Regions from separate parts of the Rattus norvegicus genome. Here regions 2 and 3 are each linked to region 1. A link is a contact called in public Hi-C data. All regions are on one chromosome and are shown on one strand. The core of a region is the stretch at or near the end of the contact, and the rest is flanking DNA. Distances in the headings are between cores, read along the strand shown.

What was found. A called contact is a pair of places that touch in the nucleus more often than the background predicts.
Region 2: a contact with region 1 is called in a Hi-C map of liver, with 2.0 times the contacts expected there. The contact joins the promoter of Otulin here to the promoter of Ankh in region 1. A contact is called at or near these places in 2 of 12 Hi-C or Micro-C datasets (liver and mammary epithelial cells).
Region 3: a contact with region 1 is called in a Hi-C map of Schwann cells, with 7 times the contacts expected there. The contact joins the enhancer-like site here to the promoter of Ankh in region 1. A contact is called at or near these places in 9 of 12 Hi-C or Micro-C datasets (the A7r5 cell line, Schwann cells, frontal cortex and 5 more) and 1 of 1 datasets of contacts at active chromatin or transcription factors (oligodendrocytes).

What each region holds. Positions count from the first base shown.
Region 1 is chr2:79,881,549-79,885,051 of GRCr8, forward strand. It overlaps Ankh (ANKH inorganic pyrophosphate transport regulator), which reads left to right and starts at 1,903. Exons shown (of 12, transcript NM_053714.2): 1 at 1,903-2,292. The coding sequence starts at 2,197.
Region 2 is chr2:80,045,179-80,048,681 of GRCr8, forward strand. Otulin (OTU deubiquitinase with linear linkage specificity) reads right to left here and starts at 1,665. Exons shown (of 7, transcript NM_001302889.1): 1 at 1,442-1,665. The coding sequence starts at 1,593.
Region 3 is chr2:79,732,123-79,735,625 of GRCr8, forward strand. No RefSeq gene overlaps it. Among named protein-coding and RNA genes, the nearest start is that of Ankh, 150 kb to the right of the region's middle. Within about 2 kb of position 1,504, at least 10 of the 93 cell types and tissues checked have an H3K27ac peak or open chromatin away from gene starts, as enhancers often do. A contact at or near this core is called in Schwann cells and prefrontal cortex, where this site is marked.

The DNA of each region.
Region 1 (3,503 bases), core at 653-3,152:
GCTCCTGGGGAGGGTGTTGTACACAAGAACTTCCTGTTTTGCTGGAAAAAAATCTCTTTTAAGGGCAACTGTTTGACATATTAAACGAAATGAACAATGACCAAAGTTTTGTTTTAATTCTAGGTGATGTAATTTGGGGTTACACGGTCCTTTGGGTAAATTGGTTTCCTGATTTTTAGGGACCTCAATCACACTGTATAGAACCGAAGGGGATAAAGGCATCAAATATGGAAATATTTAATACTTGCAATGCAGTTGGGAAAATCTGCACCAGAAAGTTAATGTCTCAAGCCATTATTTATTTGCTTACCTATGTATTTAATTAGTTTTCAAAGGTAATGTCTCTCTTAGAGTCCTAGCAGGCTTGGAACTCCTTATGTAGCCAAGACTGGCCTGGAACTTACAGCAATCCTCCTGCCTCCAATTACCTTCAAGTACAATATTAACATGAGCCTTAGAGATAATCAAAGGGAATGGGTTTATTTCTCAGAACAAAATACTCGGTTGTTTTAAGCAATACATAAGTTTAACCCCATATGCTTATTTTAAAAGATGCATAGGAAGAAGATAAGAGGAGAACAAACTGCCTAAATTAACTGCAATAGAATGAAAACCCAAGACCCCCTCGTTCAGAAATTAATCATTTCAAGAGGGCATCTCTGAACACAGAGATGGTTCAGCAGTTGAGACCACAGGCTGCTCTTCCAGAGGACCTGGATTCCATTCCACCACCCACATGGCAGCTCACAAAGTTCTGTAATCCAGGAGAAGATCCAATGGCCTCTTCTGGCCTCTGTGGGTGCTGGGCAAGTATAAGATACAGAGACATACATGCAGGCAAAAAAAAAAAAAAAAAAAAAAAAAGCCCACACACATAAAATAATAAAATAAATATTAAGGTAAAAAATTAAGGTAAGAACAGAGAGTCAAAGCAAGCACAAGACCTGCGACCTGCTATAAAGTGGCTTTTTGTGACTGTATGCTTCTCATGGAGGCCAGCCCCGCCCTGCTTAGAATGCTTCTGTCACTGCCTTGGAGCCTTTTTTTCATACACTACACTGGGACACCGGCTGATGCTGGCTTTGTCAAGTTGTTCAGGTTTAGGTAAGAGTCTCAGCTCAGCAAACGATTTATCAGGAAATCACTGGGGGCATATTATAACACAGCCGAGCAGATTTTCTCCCCCCCCCCCCTTCTTTTCAATTTAAAAGCAGATTTACCGGTTGGCTTTAAAATAGGTAAACAGTTGCACGTTACTAGCAAAAGCTGGAAACCCGTGTGGAGCATCACAGAAACCCAGCCCCGGGCGGTCAGTCCCTACTACCCAGTGTATTTTCCCCAGGGACCCCAGGGGCCTCAGATCTCCATCAGGAGAGATGCTCCTTCGGGTAAACCTTCCTTCTCTCCCTCTGATGCAGCGATATCCCCATCACCCTAAAGCAGCTTCTTGCCCGCCTAGAGGCCACCCAGACGCCGGGGCCTTTCCAGCCCCGCAGTCCCCGGAGCTCTGCGCCGGGTTCCCAACTCTGGAGACGGCGCTCACGCGGCCTTCCCGGACGCTCTTCACCGGACGGCGTGGGGCGGTCGGTGTCGAGTCACCCAGGCGGTGCGGCCCCGAGTCCCCGCCCGCCAGCCTCCTCGCTCCGCGCGCCCGGCCCAGGCGGCGCCCGGGTCCCACGCGGGTGGGGACTGCAGCGGCCCGTGCGAGCGCAGCGCCCCCCGCGGCCGGGCCGCGCGCAGCGGAGCCGGGAGGCGGCGCCCGGCCGGCCCCCTCCCCGGGTCGCCAGCGGTGTCGCGCCTCCGCCCGCCCCTGATTTCCTCCGCGCGGCGGCGGCGGCGGCGGAGGCGCCTCGTGCGCGCGGTTATTTATTTATTTCCGGGCCCAGAGCGCTTATAATGGAGCCGCTGTCAGCAGAAGCCTCTGCTGCCGCCGCCGCCGCCACTGCCGCTGTCCCTGTTCCTCCTCTCTTTCTCCCCGGCAGATCTTTGTTGTGTGGGAGGGCAGCGGGGATGGACTTGAGCTCGCGGCTCTTCTGCTAGAGCAGCCGCGCTTGGAGAGGACGCCGCCGCCGCGAGCAGCCGCCGCCCCAGGCCCCGCCAGCCGCGGCCTCCGTCCCCGCGCCGCGCTCCGCGCGCCTCCCAGCACAGTGCCCTCGCGGCGGCAGATGAGTGTGGGGTCAGCCCACGGCGGGGACTATGGTGAAATTCCCGGCGCTCACGCACTACTGGCCCCTGATCCGGTTCCTGGTGCCCCTTGGCATCACCAACATAGCCATCGACTTCGGGGAGCAGGTAAGCCCGGCCGCGCCCGGTGCGCCCCGCTCGCCCAGCCTCGGCCTTGGATGCCGGGCGCTGAGGGATGCGGGAGGAAGGGAGTCACCTGCTCCGAGCCCCCTTTACCCTGGACCATTTGACACGGCTTTGCAGCTTATGAGGATGACTTTTGCAGCACCCCATCTTCTCCCTTCGCAGATATTGGAGACTTTTCCAGCGTTCTTTGGAAAATGGCAAGCGACGGGATGATGGGGGAACTTCACCTATAGAAGGGGGTTTCGTGCTGGGGATGAGTATTATGTAATTTGTGATTATGTAAACCTGGGGCCCAAGAACTCCATGTAGTTTCTAGTAGCATTTAGTGCTGGCTTTTTACTTGCACAGGGTTGGTGATGGTGGTGATGGTGGGAGAATTTGCTCTACAATGGCTCCAAGTAGATTTCCCACGTACTTCCAAATTTACATATTTGCTTGTAGCCTAGGTAAGGATTAGGGGTGTCCTGAAGGTACCTGGCATAGTGGACCACTGACTATCTCTTTACTTTAGTCTCTCTCTCTCTCTCTCTCTCTCTCTTTCTCTCTTTCTCTCTTTCTCTCTTTCTCTCTTTCTCTCTTTCTCTCTTTCTTTCTCTTCCTCCCCCTCCTTTTACCTTCTTGGACCGGAGCACATTTCTAGTGCTGCCTTCTCGTCCTTTCTTTTTTCATGCTATCTCCATATGGCGTCATTCCCTATCTGGTGCTGCAGGCTCTCCAGCGGTGAGGCACTGGTACCCTTTTGCAGGGCTTCCAGGCAGTTGCAGTTACATCCGAAGGCCCGGGAGAGGATTTTTGGGATGGGAGCTGTATCTTTTCAAAAGTGTAAGATAGAGCTACTTTTGCAAATGGGCTATTTTTTTCCCCATTCAAAGCAGTGGGATAAATGCTCTTTTGTTCATTACGGGGCTCTGTCTGTTCAGGAGTGGAGGCGGGAGTGAGGAGTTTTAGACAGTCACTGGATGGCAGGTGTAGTCCACCTCTCCGTGGGGAATGATGTATGGAGTGTTTCTTGAGTAGGTTTTGTTTGTGAGTATAAAGGCGAGTTTGCGATTTACACAGAGCCAGTGGCAGAACTTTGAGGGTAGAAATTTAGATTCCACTGAAAAGTGTGGTCACTGAACATGGGTGATCACAAAAAGGAACCACACAGCAAGTCTCAGATCCCCTTAAGAGACCCATAAGTCTATTCTAGT
Region 2 (3,503 bases), core at 415-2,914, 160 kb after region 1:
TGTGAGATGTCGAACCTAGGTTTCAGCTTTAAGACTAACAGCAGTGTGAAGACTCCTTCCCTCTGAGGCCCAATCCCCAAGGTGTTCGTGAGAACCACCACACCAGGAAACCTACCAAACAACTGTGTGTACTTGGCCTCAAAAGTTCAGGTATCTTTCAAAGCATGTGAAACTGCTAGGGTAAGACGGAGGTGCGGGACTTAAAAGGTGGGGCATCAAGGAAAGGCTCATCGAAGGAAGGCTGGCAGTAGGAACAGTTAGGAACAAAGGAAGAGCAGAGGCAAGAAACATCTCTAACCTAGACAGCTTCAACTTGGCAGCCACTGATTAGACCAACTCACACATGTTCCTGTATATGGAGTTCAATATAATGAAAAATAAGTGTCCCTATTTAAGAATCAGGGCATTTCATCAAAAACCAGGGTATCTAGATTAACTACAGAAGACCTAGCAACTATGCCCAAAGCTTAGATAATGCTGATCCAAATAAAGAGCTAAAAGCTCTCCAAATCCCAAAGCTAACAGTCAATGTCACTGACTCTAATTGGTAGTCTAGCTCTGGGAGAAGGTTAAGGCCCCTACTCTATACCTTTCCCCAGTAACCATTAGCTCATTACGCGAATAATTACCATCACATTTGGGCGCTCAGTAAATGAAAGCGGCCAAAGCCCCACCGCAAAGCACCTCGCAAATGAGCTATTAAATCACATCTTCTTTAACGAGGCTTCGAAAGACCCCTTCTTAGGAAATTAAAAGCGCTCTAAAGGTCCATCTAGACACACCTTATATTTTAACTTTTGGGCCAATAAGAAAATTGACTGTCAGCACTTTTAATTTTGTAGGTTCAAAGGCATCTATAACTATGCCACCAACTCAGCAGACACCTCCAAACCCTCCATAGTGTAATCGCTTTTAACTTAGTTTTTCTTCTTCACAGCCAATAAGGAACTGCTCTAAAACCGCGCGCGCGCGTGCGCGTGTGTGTCTGTGTCTGTGTGTATGTGTGTGTTGTGTTTAAAAGCAACCGGTGGAAGGAATACCTAGCCAGGGTCTGATAGGGTAAAACGGAGCGGGCCAGCCTGTGGCCAAAGTCTGTCCAACAGGTGGGAAACTCAAGTGGTGGCATCGCGGGGCAGTTCTGTGGTGACCTCAGGGGCGACCTCACTTCCTCCGAGCTGGGTTAGAGGAAAAGAGCTACAGGGAGCTAGTTGGTCATTAAATAAGCCTCTCCAGTTTTCTTTCCCAAACTCCTAGTGCTTTCCCTAACTTCAGGGATGGACAGCTGTCAAAGCGGGAGTGGGGCGGCCTGAGTGATCGAGCTGTGACAGGTTCCATACTACAACTCTGTCAAACTCGTCTCCTACTGCTCGGGGTCGCCGACCTGAGATAGAGGAAACCCACGCGACCCCAGCCCGCTCCCACGCCTGTCCCGCTCACTCACTGCTCGGCCGGGCATCGCGTCGCGGCCCGGGGCTGCGCGCCGACCGTCACCTTCCCGCCGTCCCGCGCCGCAGCCCCTGCCTCGCGCGCCGGCGTCTCCGCGCAGCCCGCTCCCGGCCACGCTCCGGGTTGGGGCATGATTCCCCGACTCATTCGCGGCCACGCAGGGCCCTGCGGTCCCGCCGTCTGGAGCCGTGATTGCTCTGCCCCGCACCTCGCGAGGTCCGCAGAGTTCTTCCGTAAGCGTCACTGTGGCCCGCCCCGCGACCTTTGGCCTGCGTCGAGGGGGCGTGGCGAGAGGCTAGGGGACCTGAGAAGGGCGGGGCTGGAAATAGAGGGAGTACGCTTGCGCAGAGCGGAGTGAGCCTCAGAGCCTGGAAAAGCCGTCGCCATGTGCCCACTGCGCATGTCTGGGCTCTGCTTGCAAGGGCGGCTCTTCACCCAGGTTTCAGGGACCGGTGTTGGGTGTTTTGAAGGCTGGGCACGGCCGGCGGCCGGGCAGTGTGTTGGAAGGTCCTGGTAGTGAGGGAATCCAAGGAGTTAGGATGTCGGGTACTGCTTCCCTCGGTTCAGAACTTCACCCTCGGGACTGGCTGGCCTCAGTTCCTCAGTGCCATTGCGGCCTGCCAAGCCCCTGTGGCCTTGACCCGGGCTGTGGGGTCGTAGTTGAGCAAGCACAGCCCTCTGCGTCAGCTTAAATTATATTGTCTCATGTGATAGATTTTATTTAAGAATAAACCCAATGGGCTGACATCAATAAACTTCCAAGATCTGACAGCGGAGGCAAAGAAGCCAAGGAGAGTGGGTGAGTTAGTAAGCATGGCTCCAGCCTTGAGGCAGAACCCAAGTATGAAGCAGTGGTGTGGCAGGGACATTTCGGAAGCCTGCAAGAGGTTCAGGGGCAGAACCAATAGGTAAAATTGGAAGTCAGATCATAAAAAGCCAAGTTAGATTGATAAGCTTGAACTTGGTCTTTGTTGAGTTCTCTTTATGAGACCATTTATAAAAGATCACTTTTGCCTGCAGTTAAATATTAAAGGATAGGGCTAAACTGATGTTTGAGTGAGGGAAGTACACTAGTGTTGAACATCCCACAAGGCTGATTGACTGATTAACTTCCTTGATTATGGAAAGCTACAATGTTACAGATTAGGAGCAAACTGCACTGCCTTGGGCTATCTTCAGTTCTCCTTCATGACCATTTATTGCCAGCCTCATTGTGGCTATTAGATAAATCCTTGGGATCTACAGACTCTTAAGCCCAGAATAACATCAGATCACACCTAGAACAAACCTGAGACCTAGAACAAACATTTCTACCGTCTACCTGGTGCGTTTTAGAAGTACCTTTGGCTTACTGTTACTATTAATTCTGTTACTATTTAAAAACAAAAACAAAACAAAACAAGAGAGCTGTTATGCTGCAGCATATTTGAGATAAGCCAAGTCTGTGTTCTTTGACCATTGTGCCTCATATTTATTTGGCTCCAGAATAAACTATCTTACTCCCTTTCAGGTGAGCGCTGTGTTCTTTTAAAGACACCTGGGAGATAAAGTTAGATAGATGAGGACATAAGAGGATAAACTATAGAATGAATGTCTTTTGAGACAATTAAGCTGAGGTGTTCTTTTCCTTTTATTTTTTTCTTTAAAAGATAAGAAACACAGGTGCTGATAATGTAAGGCATAAAATGATAAGCAAACTGATTTTAGAGTTTAAGGAAGTAGGATTATAGTAGGTCACCACCCAGTTTACGCTCATCTGGAACTTCCCAATCTGACTACTGGGAAAGAATCTTTGTCTATGAAATTAGTAAGGTGTTATCATGTTGGATAGGATGTCTTGTAAAGCTAATGATTGGTGTTTTGAGAGGAGACACTATAAGACATGTAAACAGCAGGGGGAATAAGGCCATGTGAGGAAGAAGACAGAGATTGAAAGGCTGTGACTATAATCTAAGGAATGATGGAAGTTACCTGAAAAAAAAAGCAAAAAAAGCAAAAAAAAAAAAAAAAGGTTATCCACAGACTCTTTGGATAAAGCTCAGTCCTACCAGCAATCA
Region 3 (3,503 bases), core at 254-2,753, 150 kb before region 1:
GTAACAATGCCAGACACAATAGGACAGTCTTGATATCTCAGGCACTGGGAAGAGAGAGACGGGAGGATCCCTGGGGCAGGTTGGCCAGCTACACTGGATAACCAGCCAGAAAGAGAACTTGTCTTTAAAAAATAAAAAGTGGCAATTCCTGAGTAATGGCGCCCAAAGTTGTCCACTGTTCTCCATGCAGAGGTGCACTTGCACATGCCTGATCATGCACATGAATACATTCCAAAAGAAGGAGGAGGAGGAAGAAGAGGAAGAGACAGAGGAGGAGGAAGAGGATGAAGAAGGAGGTAGTGGTGATGATGTCGGTGGTGAATATAAACAATAAGTAATTATGATGTTTCTTGGGTCTGAGGCTGTAGGAACTGAGGATACATTGAAAGTTGAGCAAGCCTCAGGCACCCATAGATTTTCTTTAATTAGTTTTTAGAGATGGGGTCTTGTTAGGTGAACACCACCACACCCAGCTTCCACTCACTGATATTAATGGGTTTATGGTTTTGTAGAGAGAAGGCACTGCTCACACAGTTATACAACATTTGCTTCTGTGTAATGTTGAAGATCAACAATTTTAAATAAAGCTCATCTCTTCTCATAAAGCTAATCTCAATACACTAGATGGTCCAAGGCCCCTGACACATACACTGCAGAGAACTGCCTGCTGGCCTCAATGAGAGACTTGAGGCCCCAGGGAGTGAGGAGGCCTGGCGGGGTGGTGGGGACATCCTCTTGGAGACAGGGGGAGGAGATATGGAATAAGAGGACTGTGGGAGGGGGAACCAGGAGGGGGCAACAACTGAACTGTAAAAAATGAAAAGTAATTTAAAAAAAAGTTGATCTCAGTATTTTAAGAGTTGGGATGACATAAACACATCATTGTGACATAAATCTACCATCTTTTGTAGCTAATTTGAGATTTCCCTGGGAAGAAATTACAGCTTACCCTTCCTTTGCTTGGGAAACCAAGTTCCTTTTGCTGCTTTTTAATTTTAACCTTAATCTTTTCAAGTCAACAGCATGACTTTGAAGAATTCCACCTTCCCCCTTTACCCCTCATCAAATCGTTTTTGATTATCATGTGGAGAGTCTAGCCCTTTACCAGAATCCCCTATCCCACTTTGTGATAGGGCAGGCTAGCCTAAACACTTCCAGTGACTCTGACACTTTTAAGCTGTTTCTTCTACAGAAAACCAGATGCTCTGAGCTTAGCACCAAGACAGCTTTCCCCCTAGAAGCACACAAAACCAGGATAGTGTTTGAGCATCATTGCAAAGTGATATATGTTTCTCTCTTTTCAAGTGAATAAGGACAGGTTTGCTAAAGCAGTATTTTTCGTTTAAAGGGAGAGAGAGGGAGAGCCTTAAGAAACACAAGCTTTTATTGTTGAAAAATGACTTTGGGTTATTCATCTCTCCTCCCTGCCTGCCCACATCACTGTAGCAACTACAAGAATCCAGCAGAGCCAAAACACACTGGCCTAGTGGAACCACAGTACTTCCGGATGTGCCCCACGCTCAGCCTTTGGGTGACGGAAGAGAGTTAGTCATGCACAAACAAGAGCATCCCTTAACTAGCTTCATTTGCTTGGAATCCAAGAATCACCACCCACACAGTAGCAAGCCTAGAGTGCTGAAGACAAGACTCTTTCCTCTCTTCATATATCAGTCAACACTGAGACAGGATCATCAGAAATACAGGAAAGTGAAAGAGAGTCCATGGTGGCCCAAAACACCAAATCAACTCTCAAAAATTATACGGGAACTCAAGGATGGGTAGAAAGCACCAAAGATAAACTTCTAATCCAAAGGACAGGATCTATTTGAAAAGGCATCCTGAAAAGAGAAATGGACTTCTTTTCTTTCCTGAACTGAATTGGATACTTGAAATCTGTGGATCTAGAGGTCAATGTATTTTCAAAGGTAGATGTGGTACCACATACACCCCTGGAATCTCAGGACACAGGAGGCTGGGGTAAATGGACCACAAGTTCAAAGGCAGCTGGGATACCTAGTAAAATACCATGTTCAAAATATATATAAATGTGGGAGCTAAGGAGGTGGTTGAGTCAGGAAAGTGCATGCTATATAAGTATGAAGGCCTGAGTTCAGATCTCATGGTGGCAGAGCTTGTAACATCTGCACTGCAGAGAGGGAGGAAGGCAGAACCTACAAGCTCATTCATCATTCAGTTTAGCTAGAGCACTGAGCTCCAGATTCATCAACAGTCACTGTCTCAAGGAATAATATAGAGATCTACACAGGAAGATGGCCATCAACCTTTGGCTCACACACACACACACCACATATACATACGCATACACACAGATACACACATAGACACACACACAGATACACACAAACACACCACACATACCACACACACACACACACACACACACACACACACACACACACACACACACTTAACATGCTAATGAAAGTCCCTGTGTGCCCAGGAGATTACCTCTCAAGCTAACAGGCTCCAAAAACACAGTCAAATTCCATTGGAGAATGAGTTCCAGAGCTGTGAGATTTCATCTGGGGATTAATTTTTGCTAATTTACCTTCATTCTTCACATGGGACTTAAACCATAAATCCTGTTTACACAGTATGTCTTTACTTACAACACCTTGGTAAAGAAAACAGTAATTTCCTGCTCAATTAAACAAGGTTCTTGCAGATGCTTGTTATCAACCTTCTGCCAAAGCCAAAGCAGACATGGGCTGTGATGGTTGGGCAGACTTTAAATAGGAGCATTGAATCCCAGTGGGTGTGTCCTGATATGATCATTGCTTTGGGGACAGGTATTGTGTGCCTTTCCAGTCTGGGTTGTTCAACTTAAAACTAGGTGCCTATCACTTGGGAGGAAAAATAAAAGCCTTTGTGAACTGCCTATAAAATTCCCGGCACAGGCTTAAGTCATAAGCTCAGTTGTTTCATTTTTCCATTGGACCCATCTTCCCCAGAGCTTTAAAAAATAATTGAGACTTCAATTAAAGACAAATTGTATTAGTCTTTAAGGATGGAGAAGCTGAGATGCTCGCTCATAATGAGTCATGGCTAGGGAAGGAATCAAACTCTATTTGTAAGATATATATATATATATATATATATATATACACATATATGTGTATATATATGTATATATTGATTCATTAGCTGTTACTTCTAGCATTCCCTTTTAGGAAGATGTTTTCTGTATTTGTAGTACAGCATAACTCTGCAAAAGAAAATGCATAGTAATAAAACAGACATCAGGATTCACTTCAATTATGTAGCACACTATTCTAAAAAATCCTCTTGTTTGTTATATGTTTTCTTTAACCTTTCTGAGTATATGCACATGCTAAGTCCTCTTGGTAGCATACTAAGGATCTGAATGAAGCCTGTTTCTGTTCTCCGTAAAGCACAGTCAAGGGTCACACTGATATAAAGCTACTATTATACGAATGTGTTGGCCTATTAGCTTACTTTGTTAATTTACCAAGAAATAGAGT